2 separate regions of the Mus musculus genome follow, and region 1 is linked to region 2. A link is a contact called in public Hi-C data. All regions are on one chromosome and are shown on one strand. Each heading gives the region's core, a stretch centred on a gene start, on an enhancer-like site or on the middle of the called end of the contact. The rest is flanking DNA. Distances are from core to core; before and after follow the strand shown.

The links. Hi-C and Micro-C count contacts between places; a contact is called where the count stands out from the background.
Region 1: a Hi-C map of nephron progenitors shows a contact between it and region 2, with 33 times the contacts expected there. The contact joins two enhancer-like sites. A contact is called at or near these places in 2 of 39 promoter capture datasets (both in embryonic stem cells), 1 of 15 datasets of contacts at CTCF or cohesin (embryonic stem cells), 20 of 484 Hi-C or Micro-C datasets (the C2C12 cell line, CD4 T cells, the G1E-ER4 cell line and 10 more), 17 of 115 datasets of contacts at active chromatin or transcription factors (astrocytes, differentiating embryonic stem cells, embryonic stem cells and 3 more) and 2 of 9 other capture datasets (embryonic stem cells and liver).

Annotation. Positions count from the first base shown.
Region 1 is chr9:78,516,337-78,521,559 of GRCm38.p6, forward strand. No RefSeq gene overlaps it. Among named protein-coding and RNA genes, the nearest start is that of Eef1a1, 37 kb to the left of the region's middle. Within about 2 kb of position 3,900, at least 219 of the 459 cell types and tissues checked have an H3K27ac peak or open chromatin away from gene starts, as enhancers often do. A contact at or near this core is called in nephron progenitors, where this site is marked.
Region 2 is chr9:75,494,758-75,499,600 of GRCm38.p6, forward strand. It overlaps Tmod3 (tropomodulin 3), which reads right to left. Exons shown (of 10, transcript NM_016963.2): 10 at 3,027-4,843. Among named protein-coding and RNA genes, the nearest start is that of Gm7972, 29 kb to the left of the region's middle. Within about 2 kb of position 1,269, at least 15 of the 459 cell types and tissues checked have an H3K27ac peak or open chromatin away from gene starts, as enhancers often do. A contact at or near this core is called in nephron progenitors, where this site is marked.

The DNA.
Region 1 (5,223 bases), core at 2,650-5,149, 3.0 Mb after region 2:
CTGTGGCAATGTGAGGCCTGTGTAAGCTGAGCCTTAGTGGAGATGAGGTTTCCACAAAAGGAGCTGGGTAAGCCAGTCATGGTGGCCTTACCCTGCCATCCCAGAATGTGGGAGGTGAAGGCAGGAGGACCGATTCAAGGTTATCCTTGGCGACATAGCCAGTTTGAGGACTGGAGATGATGGCTCAGCAGTTAAGAGCACTGACTGTTCTTCCGAAGGTCCCGAGTTCAAATTCCAGCAACCACATGGTGGTTTACAATCATTCGTAATGAAATCTGGTGGGTCTGAAGAAAGCTACACATATACTCATATACATAAAATAAATAAATCTTAAAAAAAAAAAGGTGCATGCCAGTTTGAAGCTAGCCTAGTCTATAGGAGATAGTGTTTCAAAACACAAAGCAAAACAAAACAAAGCAAATAATAATAAATATAAACAATAAATTAATAATAAAAAAAATAATACATGAAAAGAGGAATGTCTCAGATGTTCAAAGCAATAGAAAATGGAGAGTTTTCGTTTGTTTGTTTTCAAGTAAATAATAATTTATTTTGTTTTGTCTTTCATGGAGTGCAGACTGGTCTGAAACTAGTATAGAGTGAAGCTGCCCTTGAATTACTGGTCCTCCTTTCTCTCCCTCCCTGGTGGGATTGCAGGAGTGTGCTGCCACAGACAGTTTCAACTTTAGCTAGCCTGCAGGAGAACAGAGGAGGAAACTCTCCCATCAGCTATTATGTAGCTACTCCCTATACCAGAAACATTTCCAATTTATCAGTGTCAGAAAGTGCAGGACACTGACAGATTTCAGACAGCATCCCCAAGCTTCTATACATTGTAACAGTGGCAGGGAAGGAGGCTCAGCAACCAGCCTGGCAGGCAGCAGGGCGAACAGAACTAGCTGCTGCTTTTGGGAACTGTCCCCAGAGCTGGAGCTGCCCTGTGCTTTCTGGGATGCCTATGTCTTCAGCCATCCATGTTCCTGTAATAACCTACAAGCCACTCCAAGCAACCTCTTAAAGTCTGCTTCAGTTAGACCTGGGAGGAATTGTTCCTCTGGTCTCGTTTGTGCCCCATCTGGGCACCAGAAAAAGTCACTGGACCCTAATTAAGAGTCTTACAGGGGCTGGTGAGATGGCTCAGTGGGTAAGGGCACCCGACTGCTCTTTTGAAGGTCCGAAGTTCAAATCCCAGCAACCACATGGTGGCTCACAACCACCCATAATGAGATCTGATGCCCTCTTCTGGTGTATCTGAAGACAACTACAGTGTACTTACATCTAATAAATAAATAAATCTTTAAAAAAAAAAAAAGAGTCTTACAGCAGTGACGTGAACCTAGTGGCAGGCTTATTTTGGGATGGCTCTAGGGAGCATTTATTAGAGGCATGTGCTGCAGGAAACATATTTTATTACATGAGCTAAGGATCCTATTGGAGCGAGTTCAACCTTGCTGAGGAAGCATTCAGAGGTTGGGTGAGCATCATGTAGCTTTGGTAGTACACTGGCTTCTGTCCCCTAATGTGAGGTTTGGACAGTTTCAAATTCCCAGGTGTGAAACAAGAATAACGACACTGCTTGCTTCCTAGAGTTATCCTGAGGATTTAATGAGTTATGAACGGTAAAGTTCTTTTTTTTTTTTTTTTTTTTTTTTGTCTTTTCGAGACAGGGTTTCTCTGTGTAGCCCTGGCTGTCCAGGAACTCACTTTGTAGACCAGGCTGGCCTTGAACTCAGAAATCTGCCTGCCTCTGCCTCCCGAGTGCTGGGATTAAAGGCGTGCGCCATCACACCCGGCTGAAGGTAAAGTTCTTAAACGCATACTGTCCGCATAGAGTATGTGTTATGAAGTATGTGTTGAGATGCTGGCCATGGTGGTACAGACCTTCAACAAATCCCAGCACTTGGGAGGCGGAGGCAGGCTGATCGGTGAATTGGAACTAAACATGTCTACACTGTGAGTTTCAGGCCAGCCAGGGCTACATGGTAAGACGTTGTCTCCAAAAAAAATTTTTTTTTTTTTTGGTGTTGAGAAAAAAATTTGGTCTGTTATTGCTAACCACATACATCTAGGCAGCTAGAAAGTTACATGGAAGCATATCTACTTTCCCTAGACACCTTGTGTAAGTAATAATCATAGACAAGACAGTGTACAGAGCCAGGTATGGTGACACAGGTTTGTAATATTAGTGCTTGGGAGAGGGAAGCAGGAAGATCATAAATTCTAGGGTAAAGGAAGACAATGGCCTCTCTCTGACCCTTTTCTCTCTGACCTCTCAGGCCACTCCCCCCATTCCCCTCCCCTACCTGCCCAGGTGTTTCTGGTCAGCCTCTCCCCCTCAACCCCTCCCTCTCCCCCCTCTCCCCCAGCTCCCCCTCTCTTCCCCCCCCCTCTCCCCCTCTCTGTCCTTCTCTATCTCCTCTTTCTCTGCTCTACTCCTTTCTTAATCTCCCTTCCCATACCCCAAATAAACTTCATTTTATACTGAAAAAAAAAAAAAAGAAAAAAAGAAGAATAATAAAAAAGAAAGACAACAATGACAGGTGCTGGCGCATGCCTTTAATCACAGCACTCTGCTAGGAGGCAGAAGTAGGCTGATCTTTCAGCTTAGGCCATCCTAGTATTCAGAGTGAGATCCATGACAGCTAGGGCTACACAGAGAAAACCTATGACAACAGCAACAACAACGAGAACCCAGGAGCACCAGCCCAGAAGTGTGCCCACCCTCGATGGGCCCTCTTTCATAGGTCGCTAATTAAGAAGATGCCCTACAGGTCTGGCTACAGCCTGATCTTCAGGAGGCTTTTTCTCAATTGAGGGTCCCTCTTCTCGGATGACTATAGTTTGTGTCAAGTTGATATAAAACTATCCAAAGCTGGGCGTGGTGGCGCATGCCTTTAATCCCAGCACTCAGGCAGAGGCAGGTGGATTTCTGAGTTCGAGGCCAGCCTGGTCTACAAAATGAGTTCTAGGATAGCCAGGGCTACACAGAGAAACCCTGTCTTGAAAAACCAAACCAAACAAACAAACAAACAAACAAACAAACAAAACCTATCCAGCGGGTAAGAGCACCGACTGCTCTTTCAGAAGGTCCTTAGTTCAAATCCCAGCAACTACATGGTGGTTCACAACCATCTCATAATGAGATCTGACGCCCTCTTCTGGTGCATCTGAAGTCAGCTACAGCGTGCTTATGTATAATAATAAACAAATCTTTGGGTCAGAGTGAGCAGAGGTCCTTAAAAAAACAAAAAAACAAAACTTCAATTCCCAACAACCACATGAAGGCCCACAACCATCCGTACAGCTACAGTGTACTCACATAATAAATAAATCTTAAAACAAACCAAAACAAAAAAAACTACCCAGCATAACGCTGTATCAAGGAAATAAGGCAAAGAGTGATTATAGCCGAAAGCCTGTTCTTCTCATTCAAACCACCACACACATAAAATAAATTTTAAAAAAAATTAAATCTGGGTTTAGTTGGTAAATCACCTGGCCATATCATCTCTAGAAAACAGAGAGGTGCCCGGCGTGGTGGCCCACGCCTTTAATCCTAGCACTTGGGAGGCAGAGGCAGGTGGATTTCTGAGTTCAAGGCCAGCCTGGTCTACAAAGTGAGTTCCAAGACAGGGCTATACAGAGAAACCCTGTCTTGAAAAACAAAACAAAACAAAACAAAACAAAACAAACAAAGCAAAACAAAACAACAGAGAGGTGATGAAATCGATGCATACCAGGGTATGGGGAATTGATGGTCTATTGTAGGTTTCAGTATCCGCAGAGACCTGAACAAATAAAAAGCAGCCTTTTATTTGGAAGGCGCCCTGAGCTTGAGTACCTGTGAGCTGTTGTGGACAGGTGGCGGAGACACTAGGGGAAGGGAACACTGGCTGTGTTCCCTGGAGTCCGCCTGAGGCAGAGCCTCTTTTTCCCTAGCAAAGATTGTACTTTGAGTGAGCTGGGAAGTCTGGGCTCAAATTACATAGGGTCCAAGCAGTGCTGGGAAGAAAATAGCAGCCCTGGGGTGGCGGTGGGCTTAGGGAAATTCCTAGAAATACTCAGGGGCAGCCTGTTCCAGTCTGGACCGTTCTTCAGGCTACAGACGGGCAGACGCTCTTCCACAAGAAAAGCTATCGTTTAACAGATTCTATTGGCATTTCTCCCTGTTCCTTAAACGGCCCCTCCCCCCTTAAGATAAGGCTTCAATGTGTAGCCTAGGCTATTGGCATCAGGACATTCCAAACCTATGACATCACATAGGCCACAGCTGGACCTGCGACCTCCAGACCGGTTGCCAAGACAACAGGCACCATCTTCCCAGCATTCACTTGGCTCACCTTCCACCTTTGTGTTATTTTCTACTTAAATAAGGAGAACGCCCCTTCCTCGCGCTCTCTCCCCTTCTTTTCTTTCCGCTGCCACCTTGCCCTTTTCCCCTCTCAATAGACCTCCCGTGGAACTTTTTGGCCTTGTGTGGAGCTGCCGCTGCCGATACCAGCATTGGTGCTGTGACTTTGGTGGTCGTTACACAGGGGAGCTGTAGAACCCGGGCGGCCGCCGGCGCCACCGCCACCGGTGCGACCATAACACTGCCACCGCCTGCAGCCACTGCTACACCATGTGGACTCCATCTGCTAGCACCTGCCATAATCTCCCGCGTGGATTTCCATTGCTTCGAGACTCACAGGTTTCTACCACGTGGGATGTGCCTCCGTGGACTACCACGTGGAACTGGCCTCTGGCCAGCCAACCAAAGGGTTCCACACTTCCTGCTACCGGACTGCAGAATCCTGCAAACACACACCGGCATACTGGTTGGTAAGGAGTTTCTCCAGTTAGTGGGAGGAACCCTCTATGCCCAGATAGCGCCCAGCCAGCCTCTTTTGGGCTAAGGGTTGGCTTTCAATGCCCTGGTCCTTATGACCGGCCTCCTGACTGACCTACGAGTTAGGATATAGGCCCGTGGGTGAACCCCCTTCTCGAAGGCAATTCATAAATCCCTTGAGCTCTTGCAGCGGCCAGAAAATTCCTAGTACTAGGTTGGATTGCTTTCTGACGTTTCCGGGAAACGTCACCGCCGTGGTCCCTAGAAATTCTCCTGACGACCTGAATTTCTAGCTTGGCCGTACTATCAACCAGTGTTGCTGGGCAGTCCTCTGGGACGCCGGTACGGATTGCTCAGTAACTACCCTCCCACCCAATGGCTGCCTCTTGGAAAAT
Region 2 (4,843 bases), core at 19-2,518:
CCTGCAAGGCGGTACCTGGGATGCTGCACCCTCAGGAGCAGAAGGCTGCAGTGTCCTCCTGTGGCTAAATGGGAACTTCACTGTCAGGCCTGTGGTGCTTTGAATATGCTTAGCCCAAGGAGTAGCACTGTTAGGAGGTGCAGCCTTAGAGGAAGTGTGTCACTCACTGTAGAGGTGGACTTTGAGACCCTCCTCCCAGCTACTTGAGGAGTCCATCTTCTGTTTGCCTTTGGAACAAGATGTAGAACTTTCAGTTCCTCCAACGCCATGCCTGCCTAGATGCTGTCATGCTCCCACCTTGATGATAATGGACTGAACCTCTGAACCTGTTAAATGTTGTCCTTGTTAAAAGTTGCTTTGGTCAGGGTCTCTTCACAGCAGTGAAACCCTAAGACAGGCTCTTTAAAAAGGCACATGTTGCTGGATGACTGAGGAGGAAATGGTGTCAACCGCAATACATGAGAGGTCTTACGGAGCTAAGACTGAGACAAGACATAAAGTGATGCCCAGTAGTAACACATGGTCCTGTTCTCGGCCACCTCTAACCATTGGAGAAAATACTGTTTTGAGGGCTACTGAGTAGTCTTTCCCTGAACAAATCCAACCTGGAGAAACTAGGCTCTTGGCACATGGAGGAGTAGCTCTGCCTCATACCAGAATCATGTGGACCAGTTGCAGAGGCTGTTGCTTTCCCTGGAAAGCTTCTGTTGCCTGCTGCAAAGAGGGAGCAAGGGGTGAAAGCATGACGGGAGGTGAGACTTAGACAAGGGGCTTGGTTTTACTTCTGTGTAGGGGAGTTGTATTCTCTGAGGTGGGAATGGCTGTTGGATGATGTGGTTTGAACTGGAATGGCCCTCCAAGAACTCAGATTTGAATGCTGGGCCACCAGGGAGTGGCACTATTAGGAGGTGTGGCCTTGTTGGAGGAAGTGTGGCACTGGGGGTGGGCTCAGAAGCTCAAGCCAGTCCTAGTGTCACTCTCTCCCCGGTGCATTCTGATCTGGGTGTAGAACTCTCAGCTCCTTCTCCAATACCGTGTATGCCTGTGTGCCGCCATACTTCCTGCAATGACAATAATGGACTAAACCTCTAAAAGTATGAGCAACAGAAACCCTCACTAATACTGCAGGAAGCAAACCCAAGCATGGATCTTGTTTGGAGAGCATAAGACACGACACAATGAGTATGCCGGGTAGACCCAGGAGATGAACAAAACGCACAGCACCTTCTGCACCACCTGGAGGGCAAGGGCCATCAGTGCCACAGACGGAAAGGCTAAGAGCGGACACTGGAGCACGCAGGCTGGAAGCCTTCACGGGAAGCCAGACTAGCCCTGACTAGTGCTAGCACTCGCACGTTCTATGAAGTGTGCAGAGTGGTTCAAGCCTGCACATCCAGCTGCCTTGACCCTTCATGGACTCAACTGTGTTTTCTTAGTAACCAAAGTGGAGGCATCCGAATCATTAGGAGTTCCTGTCACTTTGTTTATTCAGGTGGGAGTCTATAGAGTCTAACTACTGGAATGAAAACAAGATAGGAAGAACATTCTTTGCCCTCGTGAAAACTGTAACTGGGCTCTCTGGATTAAGGGTTGGAAATAAACAAACTGAGCTTTAAAAAGAACTTTTAAAAAAGAACTTTAAAAAGAGCTTTTAAAAAAACTGAGTTTTAAAAACACCGTGTGCGTGCATATACACATACAAATAATATTTAGAAAAGTATTGGTAATTTGCTTTTAAACTTGTCTGAATATATAAACTATAATATCTGGAAGATTTTTATGGGAATTATTTGCTCTGTATCTAAACACTGACAACGTAGAAAAAGGAATGAAGTCTTTCTGGGTGAGGGGGGTCACCCTAAGGGAGTGAATGTGTATCGGTTAGTCTATTTTCACCCAGCTTTGAAAGCTGGGGTCCTAGGTCCAATTCTTTACAGTTATTGAAGGCTTTCTAAAACACATGACAAAAGAAAAACCAAAGATAATATGTGGCATCCATTAAAACGATTTACTTAGAAGAAGTGTCTTTTTATAAGCTAACCTCCAAGGTTGGTCCTTCAAACGATAAACTGCAAGGTGAAGTTGAAAACTAACGAAATGTTATACATGTTTACTATAAAAATCTGCATAATGTTCAGTTTTTGTTATTTGTGTGTGTGGCCGCGTCTCTGCTTGTGCACCATATACGTGCAGGTGCCTACAGAGGCCAGAAGAGGGCACTATATCTGGAACTGGAGTGAGCTGCCTGCTATGGGTGCTGGGAACCAAACCTGGGACCTGTGAAGAGCAGCCAGTGCTATGTTGTTTGTTTTTTATCAAGACAGGGCTTCTCTGTGTAGCTCTGGCTGTCCTAGAACTTGCTCTGTACACCAGGCTAGCCTCGAACTCAAGAGACCTGTCTGTTTCTGCCTCCTGAGTGCTGGGACTAAAGGTGGCACCACCACAGCCTGGTGCAGTCAGTTCTCTTAGTGATGGAGGCATCTCTCCAGGTCCCATGCTTGACTTTTTACAGGGAACTCATGGAACCAAATAACAGTGCAGTAAAGGAAACAGGACACCCACTGAAGTGAGCGAGCGACCCGTGAGAGCTGACGGACAAGACAGTTCTGAACATGTTCAGATCCAAGAAGTCACACCCGTGCCTGGCAGCAACAGCAACTGTTGACTCTCAGATACCCACAGTTCGTTTCTCTTTGGTGCCACGTCTCCAGTTGATGCTGTTCAAAGCGAAGCTGCGCTGGAGGAGTACAGCCAGACACTGCAAGGCTCCAGGCTGGCGGTGGCTGTAATTCCAGGTGAGCCATTACTCATCTGCTGAGAGGTAACAGTGGTTCCTGACTTTATACAGAAAAAGCCAGCCAGTCCCGGGAACCATAAGGTTTTATGAAGCTTAATAACTTCTTATTTTAGTGGCAATAAAGGTTAAACATAATGTGGCATACAGCTAATATTTTTTTCAGACATTCTTCTTTTATAATTTTATTATATCACCTTTAAAGAAAACACATGAAGGGACTATCAGTTATAAAACATTTTTTAAAAAAGATTTATTTATTGTTATATGTAAGTACACTGTAGCTGTCTTCAGACACACCAGAAGAGGGCATCAGGTCTCATTACGGATGGTTGTGAGCCACTATGTGGTTGTTGGGATTTGAACTCAGGACCTCCAGAAGAGCAGTCAGGACTCTTACCCTCTAAGCCATCTCACCAGCCCATAAAACAATTTTTAAAGTTCTATTTACATGTAACTTTTCAGGATTGCACCCCTTGTAAAGGACACAGCTCATTTCATTGGTGAAAACGTGCCACTTAAGGATCACAAACATCCTCCTTGAAATGACCAACAGTCTGCTAATATGTTTAACACAAAATGTTTATTTGGTCTTTGAAATGACAGGCACCGTAGGAAAATGTATTTTATGTATTCTTTAAACCTACTTATAGTAGGTTTTGGCTGTAAGTGTAGAGCACCAAATCTATTTTCAAGGCATGAATATTAGCTACTAATGGTGAATTTAATGTATACAATTTCATGTAGACATACTGAAAATTATAATTTGAGACAAATATGAATATATAGTTTTACAAAATGGGCAATTTAAGGCTTTTTAAAAGGGCAATTTAAAAATGTGAAGAATATTCTCTTAGATAATCATGCATAAAACTTGAAGGTTTAGAAAAATCTCTAGCTTAAAATTAAAACTATTACAAAGTCCTAATTTATTACCATGTCATAAAAATCTCAGAGGAATTTAAAAATACTGCTACCAAAATGAGGTGCCAGACTTGTAAAGATCAAGGTAAACACTGTTCTCCATTATAATTCTTAAAAGATATCTATTCAATCAGATGACTTCACACTCTCGTTACTGATGAAGTCTTTTCTTCAGTTGTATAATACTTCACAGGCCAGCACTGGCATGGTTTAAGCAACCGTCGACTTGTTCGTGCTTCCCTGGGCCTTCTTCCTCTCCACTGTCTGCTGTGTGTGCCTCTGCCACTCCTGTAGGAGCTGCATGGGGCAGAGCATAGATACAGACGAAAGTCCTCTAGCAGGGCATCGGTGGGCAGCCTCACCCAACCCCACTGTACAGATCAAACCCTCATTCTAACTAACGCTAAGGTGATAGAGATAACCTATGATACAGAAATTACTTTTTATTATATGCAGTTAAAAAAAAAACAAGATGAAGGAAACATCTACTAAAATGAGGTTTCTGAAGAACAGCAGTCTTTGTGATTGGCTGGAACACGGTGGAGGGGATTAACTGTTTAGGCAGTACTACATTGCACCTATGGAATCACATATAGCGCTCCTCATCAGACAACAAGTTTGTTCTTTCCTTTTCCTGACATAGGTTCTCACATATGTAGCCCAGGCTAACCTGGAGGTTCCTATGTAGTTCAGACTGACTTTGAATGTCTGGCAATCCTACCTTCTCAGCTGCTCAGACTGTAGGAGTGACCCACCATAGCTAGCTCACGTCAGTTCCTGACGGACACTGCTCATCCGTGAGATGGCCACCTTGCAAATTTCAGGTTTGAACTCTCCTACATCTAACAGCGCCTTTCTTTTTTCTGTTTTACTCTCAATAACTGAGTATTGGCCAAGAGCCTTTTATGGGGAAAAGAACCTCTCTACTCGGATGCTTTTTATCCATTAGCTTTTACAAAACTGTAATGCCCACAGCAGAGAAAAATACTTATAACTATACGTTTAACAAGGTATGCAGTGGGACAGAGCTAAGGACTATAGGAGACATACACACCCAGCCCCGTGCAGCTGAGACTCATTAGATGTGTGCAGAAACCTGCACACAGATGGCTGTTGTGTCCCCTG